Regions from separate parts of the Ovis aries genome. Here region 1 is linked to region 2. The links are chromatin contacts, called in public Hi-C maps. All regions are on one chromosome and are shown on one strand. The core of a region is the stretch at or near the end of the contact, and the rest is flanking DNA. Distances in the headings are between cores, read along the strand shown. Region 1 holds the start of MAP7 (microtubule associated protein 7). Region 2 overlaps MAP7 (microtubule associated protein 7).

Region 1 (7,198 bases), core at 4,263-6,762, 130 kb before region 2:
CATTCGTTGGAGTCATTTATGTACTACTGAACTGTACCAGTTGCACCTGCCTGAATCCTAGTAATGTTAGCTTGTTCTAAAGCTATCCCTTGTGTCATATCTACTCTACAAAGTAAAAAAGACTCTCAAATACTGTTTTGATAAATTCTAAAGCATTTGTATTTTGTTTTGGCAATCTAGATAATTACTGTGTCGAAATTCTAACTGTTCCTTCAGCTCCCACATTAAATAGACTCTGTCTTCTCTTCAAGTACTCAAAGAGCAACTTGATGTCCAAGTCATTCCTTGGGGCTACTGAGCGGTAAGAGAGAGAGGACATGGAAAACAGAATAAAAGAAGCTCAGTGGCTTTTTCTCAAGACCCCAAGTTACCTTGGATGACTACTCTATATCTCAAGGGGTCTGCAAATAGCACCTCACTGGGGAACACTGCAATTTCTGTCTCCTTAATTTTAGTTCTTATATTTGAGGTAAATATTTTTATATTAAGCTGGATATGTATTATATTTTATAAGACTGCCCACATGAATAGGATGAAGTCTGAAGCTCCTAGATGGATGAATGACATAAACAACTTTCTTAAATACAGAGGAACGTGTTTATTATGCAATATAGAAATAACAGAGCTGATCTTATATCATGACTTGATCCATATAGACCAGTCTTTAATAAAACAGGTAGTCATCTTTATTTCTAAGTGAAAATCAACATACAGTATATGTTTTATATATTGCATTAGAGTGTGTAAAAAGTTCTCACCAGTATGTTCCTATTTGATACTTGCAACAACACAGCTGCATTTTTTTCTTCCACCCCAATCCTGAGAACAGACCTGTGTCCTATGGAGAAATCTCGAAGGAGGTGAGGTATAAATGAAATCACAAATCATTTCACTCACACTTAAAGACAGGAGAACTTGTTTATCAAGCCACAGTTCATATCCCCACCTGTAATGGTTAAGTGCTTCTTTTAAAACCATACACACACACACACACACACACACACACACACACACACACATCAAGCTGCCTATCTTGAGCCAACTCTTTAATGATGTAATCTCCTCTTGGGATCTCCCTCCTACCCTATGTAGTAGTAGTGCTCAGTAGCTCAGCTGTGTCCAACTCTTTTGTGACCCCATAAACTGCAGGCCACAGGCTCCTCTGTCCATGGGATTATCCCAGCAAGAATAGAATACTGGAGTGGGTTGCCATTTCCTACCCTGTATCTATGGGCAAACGTTTCTCTATCCCTATATGGTTCATAATATATCCCTAGACTGGCATCCTTGGGGTTCTTTCAGAATTCTGGGCCTTAATCACAAAAGAAGGCAGTTCCATTATAGCTCAATTTCCATGGAAGTTTTGCACTGAAAGGCCATTGGCATCGATCAAGGCCAGTGATTCTCAACCCAGCTTCATGTTAACATGATCTGGACACTTAAAAATATATATTGATGCCACCGTCTCAGAGAAACTGTTGTCACTGGTTTGGGGTAGGGCCCAGAGGTCTGTTTACAAAGCTCTACAGATAATTTAAGGCTTCCTTGGTGGCTCAGTGGTAAAGAATCTGCCTTCAGTGCAGGAGATGTAGGTTCAATTCCTGGGTTGGGAAGATCCCCTGGAGATGGAAATGGCAACCCGCTCCAGTATTCTTGCGTGGTAAATCCCATGGATAGAGAAGCCTGGCGGGCTACAGTCATGGGGTTGCAAAAGAATCAGACGTGACTTAGCAACTAAACAACAACAGATAATTTAACAATAGAAACAACAGTACATGCGGTAAGCGCTATAGTTGCATCGAACTGCCAGAGGGGGTCAAGGGAGGCTTTACAGCAAAGTCAAGGTCCAGAGCTGAGCCTAGAAAAATGTTTGTAACAAAATAGATTCACGTGGGTGCCAGGGGCAGACTCAAAAATAGATCCAATGTTTCTTTTAAACCACAGTTTGACCTATTTCTCCTAGTTCTGTTATTGCATATTGTGTTTCTTTCATTCCCAAGCTATCACATGACACAGTTTGGCAAAGAGGGATTAACTGTGAACCCACTGGAAGGCCTACTGTGTGTGAGGTGCTATAGCAGCAGGAGAGATAGACACGAAGCCCATCCGGTTCAGAATGCAGGCACGTGTGTCACTGAGGACATCTGTCAGCAAAGCAAATAATTGATGGCTCCAGACTTTATGGACACCTAAAGAGAAAGAGAAGACGAAGCCCCTGCCACCAAGTCATTCATATCAGATTGAAGAGGCAGATGTGCAGTAACAAACTACATCTGGTCTATGTTAAAGGCTGGACAAGTTACAAGTACAGAAGACCGTGGAGAGGTTCAGAGGACCAGATTGCCAAGAGACCCAGGACAGGTGGAATAAGTCTCACTGATTGGTGGACCTCAACCTGGGCCTTGGAAGAAAGGAAGTATTAAATTACTTCGGACTGGAGAAGTCATTCTGGCAAACAGCTCCAAGAACAAAGGCAGAAAGAGATTTTCAAGGTGTTCCAGAGAAAGTGAACAACTTTCCTATTGCACTAAAGCATACACAAATTTTAACTCATTTTAACTCTTACTTAGCTGGAAATATGAATTATAGAGTTGAAAAGTGGAAATGGGATAGGAGAGCTCAGGATGTCATTGGGGGATGGTCAGGGAGGGAAGTGGAGTTAGTATTTAGTTATGTAGAAATGGTGTGTGTGTGTGTTAGATTAACTTGGTAAAGTTGTGTTGGGTAAATTAGAGGGAATGGAAATTGGACAGAGCAATTCAGAAATTGTTTAAGATGTGAAGGAGGGTCTAGTGGAAGCTACAGAGTGATATGAATTGAGAGGGTAGAATTAAAACAATGAATTGACAAAATTTTGGAACCCTGATCTGGGCAGTGATGAAGATGTTGAACCTACTTGAGTAAGAGAATTCAAAAATAGGCAAGTTTGGGGGGATGCTGGTCTGGGGACCTGTTGAGTTAATGTCAGGGCATCCTGCTAGAATGGGCATGAAAGAGAACATGCTAGAATTTCCAGAGACCCTTGAGGATGTATTGGTGGAAGTCAGGACTGAAGTCAGGGTATAGATTCTCGATTTAGGAGTCATTTGGATGGAGATAACAGTAGGTGAGGGCTGTCAGAATAGAGATAGAAAGGTTATGGCCTAAGATTTGGGGAGGAGGTAGGTTTGGGGACAAGTTGAGAAGGAGGAAGAATTTAAATCCACAAAACAGACAAAAGAACTGACCATAGAGGAATGAGAAACATCAGGCTAGTAGGGTAACCCAAGAGGAAAACAATCAGGCTTGAGTGCTGCAGAAAGTCTAGGGGAATACAGATCAAAATAATGGAATTTGATTTTGTGACCAAGAAAGCTTTTATAGACAGGTAAGAAAGACCACAGTCGGTTAAACAAAGATGATTAAGCTGATGGCGGCACACGGTCCACATATTCATCCCCTTTGGTGAACAAAATATATGACGAGATTTGGCAGGGTGGGAAGTCAAAGGATGAAATTTTCAGAATCAGGGAGTCCTGAATGTATTTGTTGGGGCAGAGCCCCTTGAATGGGGAGGCGTTTGGGGAGTAGGGATAAGGGAGAGATGAGGTTTCCGAGGAGGCAGGAGGGGGAGTGAGTGGCCTGAGGACATCCAGCTCCTCCCCTGGAAAAGGGAGTCATAATGATTCGGCAAGGTTTTGAGTTGGATGTGGGCGCTCAGGACAGATGGCTTCCGTGTTCTCAGTAAAGTGCAACATGAAATACAACGTGGTGGGGCGACATTTAACAGATGTGATCCTTCCCAAGTCACCCGACAGTCCACTCTGTTAACAGACTCTGCATGGGGTCTGGAATAGAGAATCTGTACAGGGCCTAAGTGCAGCATTTTGGTGTGTTTCTTGTTGCATTTATTTTTGTGTAACTTGGTGACAAACTAAAACGTAAGTTATCAAAAGAATGGGAGAAGGAATGAGCACAGACAGAAACAAAAACCAAACACATACAAATAAACACACCAGTAAGTCTTCACTTTTGGGAGGGGAGGAAGTCAAAGAAAGAACTTACTGGTTCACTTAAGTAAATAGTATAGAAGATTGAAAACAAATGGCCTCCTTTTACTAAGGAGGATTCTTGATTCTTTTTCTTTCAGAGAATTCAGAGTCTTTCTGATGTTCAAAGGAAAGTGTCTTAAACCCTGGTGACTTAATTTATTAAAAAATACCTTTGGTTGGACCCAAGCTGAAGTCTAAAACTACCTCCATCCACTTGATGCTTTATTTTCATTGATTAGAAGGGCACTAAGAGTGATCTGAATGTGATTTAGGAAGGTCACACTGCCAAATGATCAGTTTGCCTAGTCTACTATAGAAATGGCACCGAGGGAAAATCCATAACTACAAACCGCAGCACGTGTCCCTTAATGAAACCCTCTACCTAATCAGCCAGTGACCCAGTAAACCAAATAAAACCAGTCCATTCCTGGGCTCAGAGTAGCAGGCTGTGCATGCAAGGATGGTGAGAGTTGTCACCCTACCAAGAAATCCAACCCTGTTCTCAGACACGCTTGGGCTCCCCTAGATTCTGCTGAAGTCCTTGAGAGGATTTTAAACTGTTGGGAGCTTGTGACTCGTGTTCAGCCAACCGAGGCTGTGGGACTGCATCTCTGTGTAACCAGGCAGAACTGATCTCTGCTCCATTTTGTTTCTTTACGTTTCCCTTTATACAGGCTACTTTTTCTTTTTTCTCAGCATTTGTTGCTTAACGTTCATTTGCTTGTTAGAGCAGAAATTGATGTCTCTGCAGCTAATAATCTGTTTCTTAAAAAAGAAAGAAATTGTTGCCTACTGCTTTTTCCCCTGGTCTTCCGGAGCCAGCCACGAGTCAAGGTAAGCTGCTAATCGGAAGTCAAGAATAAGAAAAGCTACATCACTGGGCACAAAGTTGTGTGCCCTGGGGAACATCAGATACAGAAGCCAGGTGAAAAGACAGGTCGTCGGCAGTGATGTGCTAAAACGCAGATGAAGACTGGACCGCTGAGTCGAATCCAGCCGGTGTAGTCCGGCTTTCCACGTGGCATCATAGTCTTCGGCGGCTGTCACCACGAACCCCAGCCCTGGCGAGTCTAACATTGATCAGGCTGCCTCGGAGCTCAGAGAGGGATAGAGCCTTCCGGATGCTCTCGCCTCACTTCGACGGATCCTGAGCGCGTCCCAGTTCCTAGCGCCACCAAGCGTCCCCGAACCCCCTACAGACCTCGAGGAGCCGGGCAGCCGGGACCAGAAGCTCGCAGCTCAGGTTGCCTGACTCCGCCCGCTGCTCTGGTTGCGGAAACCCAGCCGCGTCAGCTGGAGCGGCTGCCACGCCGTACCTGCCCACGAGGGGGCGCGCCGGGCGCAGGCCGCCGCGGGCTCGCGAGCGCTCGCTCCCTCCTTCCTCCGCCCTCCCCAGACCGCGCTCACCTGTCTGGGCCGCGGGCCGGGAGGCGGGGGGCCGGCGGGAGCCAAGCCGAGGAAGAGGGCGGAGCGGCTCCCCGGGCGCGTCATCGGAGCACCATGGCGGACCTGGGAGCGGGCGGCGACAGCCACACGGGCGGCGATGGCGTCGCGCAGAGCGAAACAGGTGACTGAGCTGCGGGGGCAGGTGGGGGTCGGGCGGGCGCGGGCGGGAGGGCCGCCAGCGGGGCTGCGGGGCTCGCGTGGGGCCGGCGCTCCCCTCCCCCGCCCGGCCGCGGCCCGAACGGCCGGCTCGGAGCGCGCTGGCCCTCCACCCTCCGCCGCCGCGCGTCCATCGCGCGGCCCCGGCGCCCAAGTTCGCTGGCGCCCGGCAGCAGCAAGGGCCGCCCCTCTCGCGCTCCAGCTCGACTTCCCCCAACAGGTGGAAGCGCGCCAGGGAGCGCGGGCGGGAGGAGGAAATGGGGAGACGCCGGTCCTCCTCTCCCACCTGCCAGGCTGGGTCTAATTTGGTTGAATGGGGAAATCCTGTTCCCAACCAAACCACCAGCCGGAAAATCCTTGTCCAGGTGCGGCTCTCAGGATTATCCTTTTCTGCGCAAACCTCGCTTTAACTGGCGCACCGGGTGCCGGGGTCGCCCGACGCGGTGGACGGAGCCCAGCGCTCCGGGGCGATTGTCCTGGAGTCCGCAGTTACGACGTTGGTCGCGAGAGGACTGAGATCGGGGGGTCGGGAAGTAGGGGGCTGCTTTCGGGATGGTGGGGGCCTGCGGGTGCTGGTGGAGGTCTCAGAGATTCGCTAACTTGAAAGGATCCTCAGGAGTTCATGTTTTCAGTCAGTGCACCAATCATAAGTGGGAAATCGTCTCGGCCCCTCCGAACGCTGTACAGAGGAACCCCCCCTCCCTCCACTTCCAAGCCGCGGTTGGGGCAAGAGCTCACATCCCTGAGAGCATTAAGTCTCCCCCGCCCCCCTCGATTTCCCCGCCTCGAGATCATTTTTGCTTGCAGATCCACCTCTCTTTTCTACTCCCCTCTTCTATTCTTGGCCAGTAAACTGTTTCTGGTACCTTTCTACACTTGGGGGCGGTGAGGCAGTTTCTTATTTTAAAAAAGCCGTGCCAATTGCAGGCTCCCCAGTTGAGTTTTCTGCTTACACATAATCGGAAACAATTGTTACCTAAATGTGAGACTTCCTCCACCCTCAAAAGAGAGGTATTGACTTAGAAGGTGTGCTTCTATTAATGCAAAAGGTCCGGGAAAGCTGTAACCGTATTTGCTAATGATGGATCTTTTCAGCTACGTAGAGTTGGGGCACCTAAAGTCTGAAGACTTAATCCCTCCAGCCAAAATACCTAAGATTAAGACAAGGAATCTTGAACTTGTTTACTTTGAAGTCACGCTACTTCCTGAAGGGTGGTTTATTTTGTCTTACTGTGTTTGAAAGATTGGCAGGTCATTATTTTGGTTTGGGGTAGGGAAGGGGTGGCTAAGAGGACGTGCCTTTGTAAATGCTTTAGGGAACTTGATAAACTGGGTTCTGAGGGTTAGTGCAGCAGGAGGGCAGTATCCTCATTAAGAATATAAACGGTTTGGCGCCTAATCCGCACAAGGGAAAAAACAACAGCAACAACAACAAAAACTGCTTCTGAAGCAAAATTGTTCACGTTTTATGCTAAAAATAATAAGCATTTTCTAGAATTTGCACATGAACAAGATTTTCAGATGTTAGTGAATTACAAACTAGTTTTATTCATTGCTCAGGCATG
Region 2 (7,260 bases), core at 990-3,489:
CGTGCTGTACTCACTGTCCGCTTGACATAGAACCAGAGGGTAAATGTAAGTGTTGGAGCAGATTCTGACATCTTTTTGAAAATACTTTGTGGCATTGACCATTTGTTAACCTTGGAGTCATTAAGAGTCTGTAAGAACTTGGAATAGATCCTGGTTACTAACCTCTCTTGTAAAACATCTGTAAGAATCAAGGCATGTGAAATTTATGTAATATAAACTTTTGACTTTAGTAAAGTAATTGGCCACTACTACCACCACCTCCTTTTTTAAGAAGCTATTTCATGCTATTTTAATTCACATATTCATTCACTTAGTATTTGATGTGGGGTCACTATTGAGCTAGAAACCCTGGGGCTATTGAAGTGAAAGATCAATTTTCTAACCTCCTAGAACTTACATTGCTATGCCCTCCACCTGGAATATTTGGCCTGAGAGATGCATGTAAATAATTTTCTCTCCTCCTTCAGGTATTGTTTAAATGCCACCTCTTTAGTGATGCCTTCCCTGGCCATCTTCCTCAGATTTGTAGCTCCCCAAACTAGCACCCTGGAGAAGGCAATGACACCCCACTCCAGTACTCTTGCCTGGAAAATCCCATGGACGGAGGAGCCGGGTAGCGATCCATGGGGTCGCTAAGAGTCCCTAAGAGTCAGACACAACTGAGCGACTTCACCTTCACTTTTCTCTTTCATCCATTGGAGAAGGAAATGGCAACCCACTCCAGTGTTCTTGCCTGGAGAATCCCAGGGACGGCGGAGCCTGGTGGACTGCCATCTGTGGGGTCGCACAGAGTCAGACACGACTGAAGCAACTTAGCAGCAGTAGCAGCAAACTAGCACCCTCTATTTTTCTCCATGTTATTTGCAACATCTAAGCATGTATATATTGATATTCTACTTGTTTATTGTCTTGTCTGCTTTCACTGGAATATAAGCTTATTATAAGAAAGGACTTACGTCATTTTTAACTTCTGTAGCCTAGTACCTAGAAAAGTGCCTGGCACATAGTTGATGTCTAACAGCTGTTGGTTAAATGGTAAGCGAATAGTCTGTGCATTTCAGTGTATGTGCTGCAGGTATACTGCAAATTAGTTAGATATTACCAAATTATCAGGTAATATCTGCCCTTACAACATCCAGTGAAACAAGTCTGAAAATCTCATTCTTAAGCAGTTTCTCAGTTAGATGAACAAGGACACAAAGATAATCTATATAATGGTTTTACCTTGAAACTACTTGGTCTTCATATGTTACAAAACTAATAATCTTACAGTATGCTGACAAATTCTAAGGAATATATGAGGAATATTGAGCAGGCAAGTAGTTTTCTGTGTTTAGGAAGATATAAGGTTTCCCTTTTTGAAGGTGATACAGATTAAGTTTGAGGTATGGATCAGAGGCTTTCGAGAGTCTGTAAAATTATGAAAGATTATCAGTGAATTGTATGATTGACTCCTATAGCTCATGAAGAAAAAAATTAAATTTCTCAAATCTCTCATTCAATTCATTCATATTGGGTTTTGTGGCTAAGTTCAAAGCTGTGCAGGAGATCTGTCAGAATGTAATATATTAGAAACAACCATAAGATAATATGAAAAAGATTTTGATGTTCAATTAGATTATATTTGCCTTGTTTCTCAGATAAATTCACCAGACTTTCTTGCCCCTCCAGTCATAACTTTTCTGCTTTGCCTCCCTTCCCACTCCTCCAGTCTGAGTGTGTTGTCAACTCAGGGGCAGCAGTGTTACTAAGAGTATGGTCAAGACATACACGATCATTTCAATCTGGCTTAGAATGTTCATCTCAAAAATGTTGATAGAGTAGAATTAATCAGTAAACAACCAGTGATGCCCCTACTCTGATTAGAATCACAAGCGAAATTGTCCCTGGTTTCACACTTCACATTATTATTATTATTCCTAGACATATAGACATATAAGGAAGTCATTGGTTTTGACAAAACTGTCCTCAGTACACACACACACCCCAAAAACCCAGACTTTGGGCTTTGGGAAAGCAGTCTTGCTAGTCCAAATATATGCTGGATGAAACTTTGACAGATCTGTGGTCAGCTGTGGCTTCTGGTTTCCAAAAGTTGTCTCTTGATGAATAGAGTGTACAAAATCTCGCAAGGCTGCCAGGCAGGCTGTGAGCTGCCAAGGGTCAGAGCACACGTGAGTGGGAGGGATGTGGCCATGAGCGATACCGCAACACTGCCTCGGGAGTCAGGCACAGGACTGGGAAGAATAAACGCTTGTCATGGAATGGATTAAATAACTCACAGGCTGAAGCTTTAACGTCAGGTGAATCACTGTGACTAAGCAACCATTATTTATTTCTCCCAAGTCTCCTTTGCCTGTAAAGCTGACAGTGAAAAGGTCTTAAAGCCTGAAAAGTAAGGGGTCTTGTAAACAAATGATGAAGGCCAAGAGTGATGTGAGAAAATCAGGATCTTCACATTGGGTTCCCACCTTCTCCCAGTCTAGAGGAGGAGCCTTAGTCATGGGAAGTATTCCCAATCCTGCCTTTTAGCGTAATGGTTCCTTGTTTGCTTCTAGAATCAGACAGTCCAGAGTTTGGATTCCAGTCCCCCCACTGACTTACTGTGAGACCTCAGGCAGGTTACTTCACTTCTCTGTAAGTTTAATAGCAGTGTCTCCCTCGGCAGGTGGCTATGAAGCTAAAGCCTGTAAATCACCTGATGTCAGCATAAAGAGCTGAGCACAGCTCACCATGACAACTGTGATGATAAAGGTGAGGGTGGCAGGTCAGACTCCAGAGACTGACTGACATGCCCGGGACTGGAGAAACCAATGCTTCTGAGCTTCGGGGAGGCAGAGATACGGGGGCATTTGTCCTTCCTGGTCTAGCAGGCGGGGCTCAGTAAGACAGCGAGGGAAGAGGATGGCACCAACTTTGGAGGAGTAAAAGTGGATTAGGGTCGAGGCAGTGAGAGTCTGAGGACAATCATCGTTTTGTGTGCTTTAGCAAAACTCTATTGACTTTAGCTGAGGCCTAACTAAACACTCTATTGAGCCTAGCTCTGAAGATAAGAAGTCCTGGCACAGTGTTGCTTTCCTGTCTCAAAAGAAAATGTCTTTCACAGGTATAAGCACCTCAGCTCTGCCCTAGCAGCTCAATCTCATTAGCCTACCACTGTGTCCAGGGATGAAGGCAGAGTAGGAAGTCCCCTCAGGCAGGAGACGCAGTGTTGTGGGTATCCTACAAGGTCATCTTTATTACCAGGCAGTTCTCCAGAGTAATACTCAAATGAGAGGAGAGTGGAAAACAGTTTAAATGACTGGTTGAGAAGGCTTTGAATTAACACTAAGGCTCAATGTAAATCACTTTGCTTGGAGGTCATATAACCCTTTAATTCCTTAGCTCATTCCTCATTAGACTTACTTTAATCATCTGCTAAACTAGTCATTGTTTTATGTGGGGAAAGACTCAGAAACATGTAAGAGCAGAGTAATTACCATCTGGCGTACAGGTAGGAGTGCAGAGGAACTATGGGAGTGACCTTGGTGTCAGGGAAGGCTTTTCAGAGGAAGAGCCGTTTGACCTAGAACTTGAACGATGACTGAAGTTTGACAGGTGGGAAGAGGGATTTGGGGCAGGGGTAGCACATAAAAATGGAGAGGATCATATGGTCAGTCTAAGGAGCTGAACCGCGGGAACGGTAACTAACAGATCCTCACGCAGGGCTATGACACTAGGTTTTGTTTGGGATTGGGGCCGGTGGCAGGGGGAGGGAGATGTCTGAGAACAGTATGCAGGATGACTGTGAAGAGGAAATAGACCAAACCCCAGGAGTAAGAAAAAAATGAGGGCTTAAATCCAATAGAATCGGAAGGATGAGAGAGAAGACACTAAATTCTGATGTAAAATGAGAAGGTCAGTTGTGGAAGTGTTGGGTTGGGGTGGAGCATCCATGAAGGAGAAATTGAGGGTGATTCCAAGGGATCTTCGTAAACCATTGGGAGGTCATGTATCTGCTATCAGAATGGAGAAGGTGGAGCAGGTTCTGGTTTGAGGTAGAGATAATGAGTAAGGTTATGTGATCGATCTGACCAGGAGATTCAAGAGGAAATTTTAGGCGGGCAGTTGTGAATTTGGAGGAAGTATTGTATAGTAACTGAAAGTACAGGCTTTACAATCAGAGCTGAATTAAAATTTCAACTCTTCCTCTTTTAGACAGTGATCCTAGGAGAGCTATTTATCTCCTTTGGGTTTTTTTTTTTAATTTCATTTTATCTTTACTGCCAGGCAAAATGGAATTATTATTCCACATTTATTACAATTTTGTTTTCATTTGCCTGATAGCTTTTGTTTATTCATTATTTTATGATTTTTTTTTAGCACTTTGTTTTAGGTTTGTTTCTTTTAAACAACAGTTTAAAAGTTGTGTCCTGCTCTTTGTGACCCCATGGACTGTAGCATGCCGGGCTTCAATATAACTTGGGCGTTTTGGATTTTGGCCTGGTCTAAAAGTCTCAATCTTAACTAACAGGCTTAGTTTTATTCCTTTTAAACTTTCTTTTTTCCCCTTGCTATGGTAGGGGTAGGGTTGGTTGTGTGGCTGTAGAGGTTACATGTACTGAGTCCCTACTGTGTACCTGGCACTGTGCTGAACACTTTGTATGTTACTGTGGGCTCATCTGGCAACTCTGGCAGGAAGACAGTTGGAGGAGACAAGACCACAGGAGTCCCTCTGTAACGGGAGTGGCAGGAGGGGGGTGGACTCAGGTTCCTATGAAGCCAGAGCTGCTTCTCTGTCCAGTACCCTTTCACTGCAAACTCCTTTTAGTTCAGGAGTCACTGTTTCTTTAGTACAAGAGTCAAGTTTCTAAATAGAGTCCAGGTTGACAGTGGACTTCCCCTTTGTGTGTCACTGACCAACTGTTACAGGGTCACTGAAGTATAACCTTGGTGGCAGCAGCTCAGGGATGGGACTGGATTGTTCATGTCCAGGGGCCACTGTGGGTTTTCGTTTCATTTTTATATTATGATCTCAGAGTCCAGGAGAAAATGCTAATGTCACAAGAGCAAAGGTTAATGATAGTCATCACAGGTGCTTTTTGGACATGTTATTCTTTCATAGAGCTCTGTGAAATTAGTGATCGTTAATGATTTAAATACTGAATGAGTTGTTATACAGTCTGTTCTTACTGCCATAGCAGACTACCATAGAGTGCATGGCTTAAACAACAAATTGTGTTTTCTTAACAATTCTGGAAGCTGGAAAGTTTATGATCAAGGCCCTGGTAGGCTTCCGTTCCTGATGAGAGCTCTCTTCCTGGCCCATGGATGGCTGCTTTGTTCTCACCTGGTCTGTCTTCTGAGCATGAAAAGAGAGGGAGAGAGAGCTCCCTTGGTGTTTCTTTTTATAAGGGAGTAATCATTTGAAAAGACATCTTTCCCTGCTGCTGGGAAAGATTGAAGGTGGGAGGAGAAGGGGATGACAGAGGATGAGATGGTTGGATGGCATCACCGACTGGATGGACATGAGTCTGAGTAAACTCCGGGAGTTGGTGACGGATAGGGAGGAATTTCGTGCTGCGATTCATGATGTCACAAAGAGTCGGACACAACTGAGTGAACTGAACTGAATCCTGTTGGATTAGGTCCCTACCCTTATGACCTCATGTAATCATGATCATTTCCAGAAGGCCCTAGCTCCAGATACAGTCACTTTGGGCAGTAGAGATTCAGTGTACAAATTGCTGGGAGAGGAGACACAGTTCAGTCCATAGCAAGTGTTGATTTCTTTTTCTTATGCTCAGAAGTCTCATTTCTTATTGAGAAAATATAAAACTTTGATATTATATATCATCCACAGGGAATATTTTAAGTAACTAAACCTCTTAGGATAAGTTACTTTCAATTCTTACTAAAACATTGAAATCTTTTATGCACTATCCTTCTGTTTAAAGGGTCACAGGATCTGTACTTGGTAATAATCCTGGTGCTCACCACCATTCTCTGCAATAATATGAAACCATTGTTTGCTGTTTCACCATTATTTGCCTGTTCTCTGTATGACTGTGTAAAGATGACAATTATTCAAGAAGGCACTGCAATAGGATCTCCACTTCCTGGTAGAAAATAGAAGTGGAAGTTAAGAGTTTGATGAAGAAATGCTCTTCATTTAAAAGATTATTTGGGATAAAACTAATTGTTATTGTCATAATATCTAGCTCTGCTTTGATTGATAGCACAAGCTTAAGAACTACCTTGAATTTTCTGAATTGAAATTATGGTGACAAATTTGGCAATAATGGCTAATATTTATTGAATGCTTACCAGGTGCTGAGAACTATTCTAACTGTGTTAGGTGTAATGCTTCTTTTAATCCTCACAGTAAACACTATGAGAAGGTCCCATATTTAGCCACAATTTACCCTAACAGAAGTGAGGAGTAAGGAAGTTAAGTAATTTACCTAAGACTACACGGTTAAGGATGAATGAGTCAAGAAATACAATTGTTCTCAATGAATCAGGAAGTAATTATTAAGGCCCTTGCTTATACACAAGTTGTGAAAAACACTATCTGTGTATATGCACTCAGTGATGTCTGACTCTTTGTGACTCCATGGACTGTAGCTCACCAGGTTCCTCTGTCCATGGAATTTTCCAGGCAAGAATACTAGAGTGGCTTGCCATTTCCTTTTCCAGGGGTCTTCCAGACCCAGGGATCGAACCTGTGTCTCTTTCATCTCCTGCATTGGCAGGCAGGTTCTTTACCAGCTGAGCTATTGGGGAAGCCCTGAAAAACACTACAGTGAATGGGAAAAAAGGAAGGAAATCGGAATACAAGAAATGCTTAAGTTTGTGGTAGATGTCGGAAGACCTGTGTTGAGCCCTGAAGAGATGAAACTTCTGGAGAAGTTAAGAATAGTGGTCCTCCATATGCCATCATGGATCACTTGGGACCAAAGCAACCTAGGAGGTTTGTTTAAAATTACTAGGCCTCATCCTGGGAGTAGTAAAAATGAATGAGGGTTCGAACCCAGCAATCCGTGCTTTTATGAGACTACCGCCTTAAAGGATGACTGTTTGGACTGAAACAAGGATAGCAACTTTCCCAACAACCACAACCTCGGGAGCAAAGAGATGGGGGAGGTATGGTTTGTTTGAAAGGTGCAGTAAGGCAAAAGGTCTCTAGGGAAAGTGAAGGGGCCAAGTTGAGGTAGGACTTATTTCACTTAGCATAATATTCTGTAGGTTCATCTGGGTTGTCACAATGGCAAGATTTCA

Evidence for each region. A called contact is a pair of places that touch in the nucleus more often than the background predicts.
Region 1: a contact with region 2 is called in a Hi-C map of liver, with 2.3 times the contacts expected there. The contact joins the promoter of MAP7 here to the enhancer-like site in region 2. A contact is called at or near these places in 2 of 16 Hi-C or Micro-C datasets (liver and mixed tissues).

The regions. Positions count from the first base shown.
Region 1 is chr8:61,828,899-61,836,096 of ARS-UI_Ramb_v3.0, reverse strand. It overlaps MAP7 (microtubule associated protein 7), which reads left to right and starts at 5,512. Exons shown (of 17, transcript XM_060419735.1): 1 at 5,512-5,598. The coding sequence starts at 5,532. It overlaps MAP3K5 (mitogen-activated protein kinase kinase kinase 5), which reads left to right. Exons shown (of 30, transcript XM_004011519.6): 30 at 1-265.
Region 2 is chr8:61,691,965-61,699,224 of ARS-UI_Ramb_v3.0, reverse strand. The region is part of intron 3 of MAP7 (microtubule associated protein 7); the gene reads left to right. Among named protein-coding and RNA genes, the nearest start is that of TRNAG-CCC, 110 kb to the left of the region's middle. Within about 2 kb of position 2,239, at least 16 of the 54 cell types and tissues checked have an H3K27ac peak or open chromatin away from gene starts, as enhancers often do. A contact at or near this core is called in liver, where this site is marked.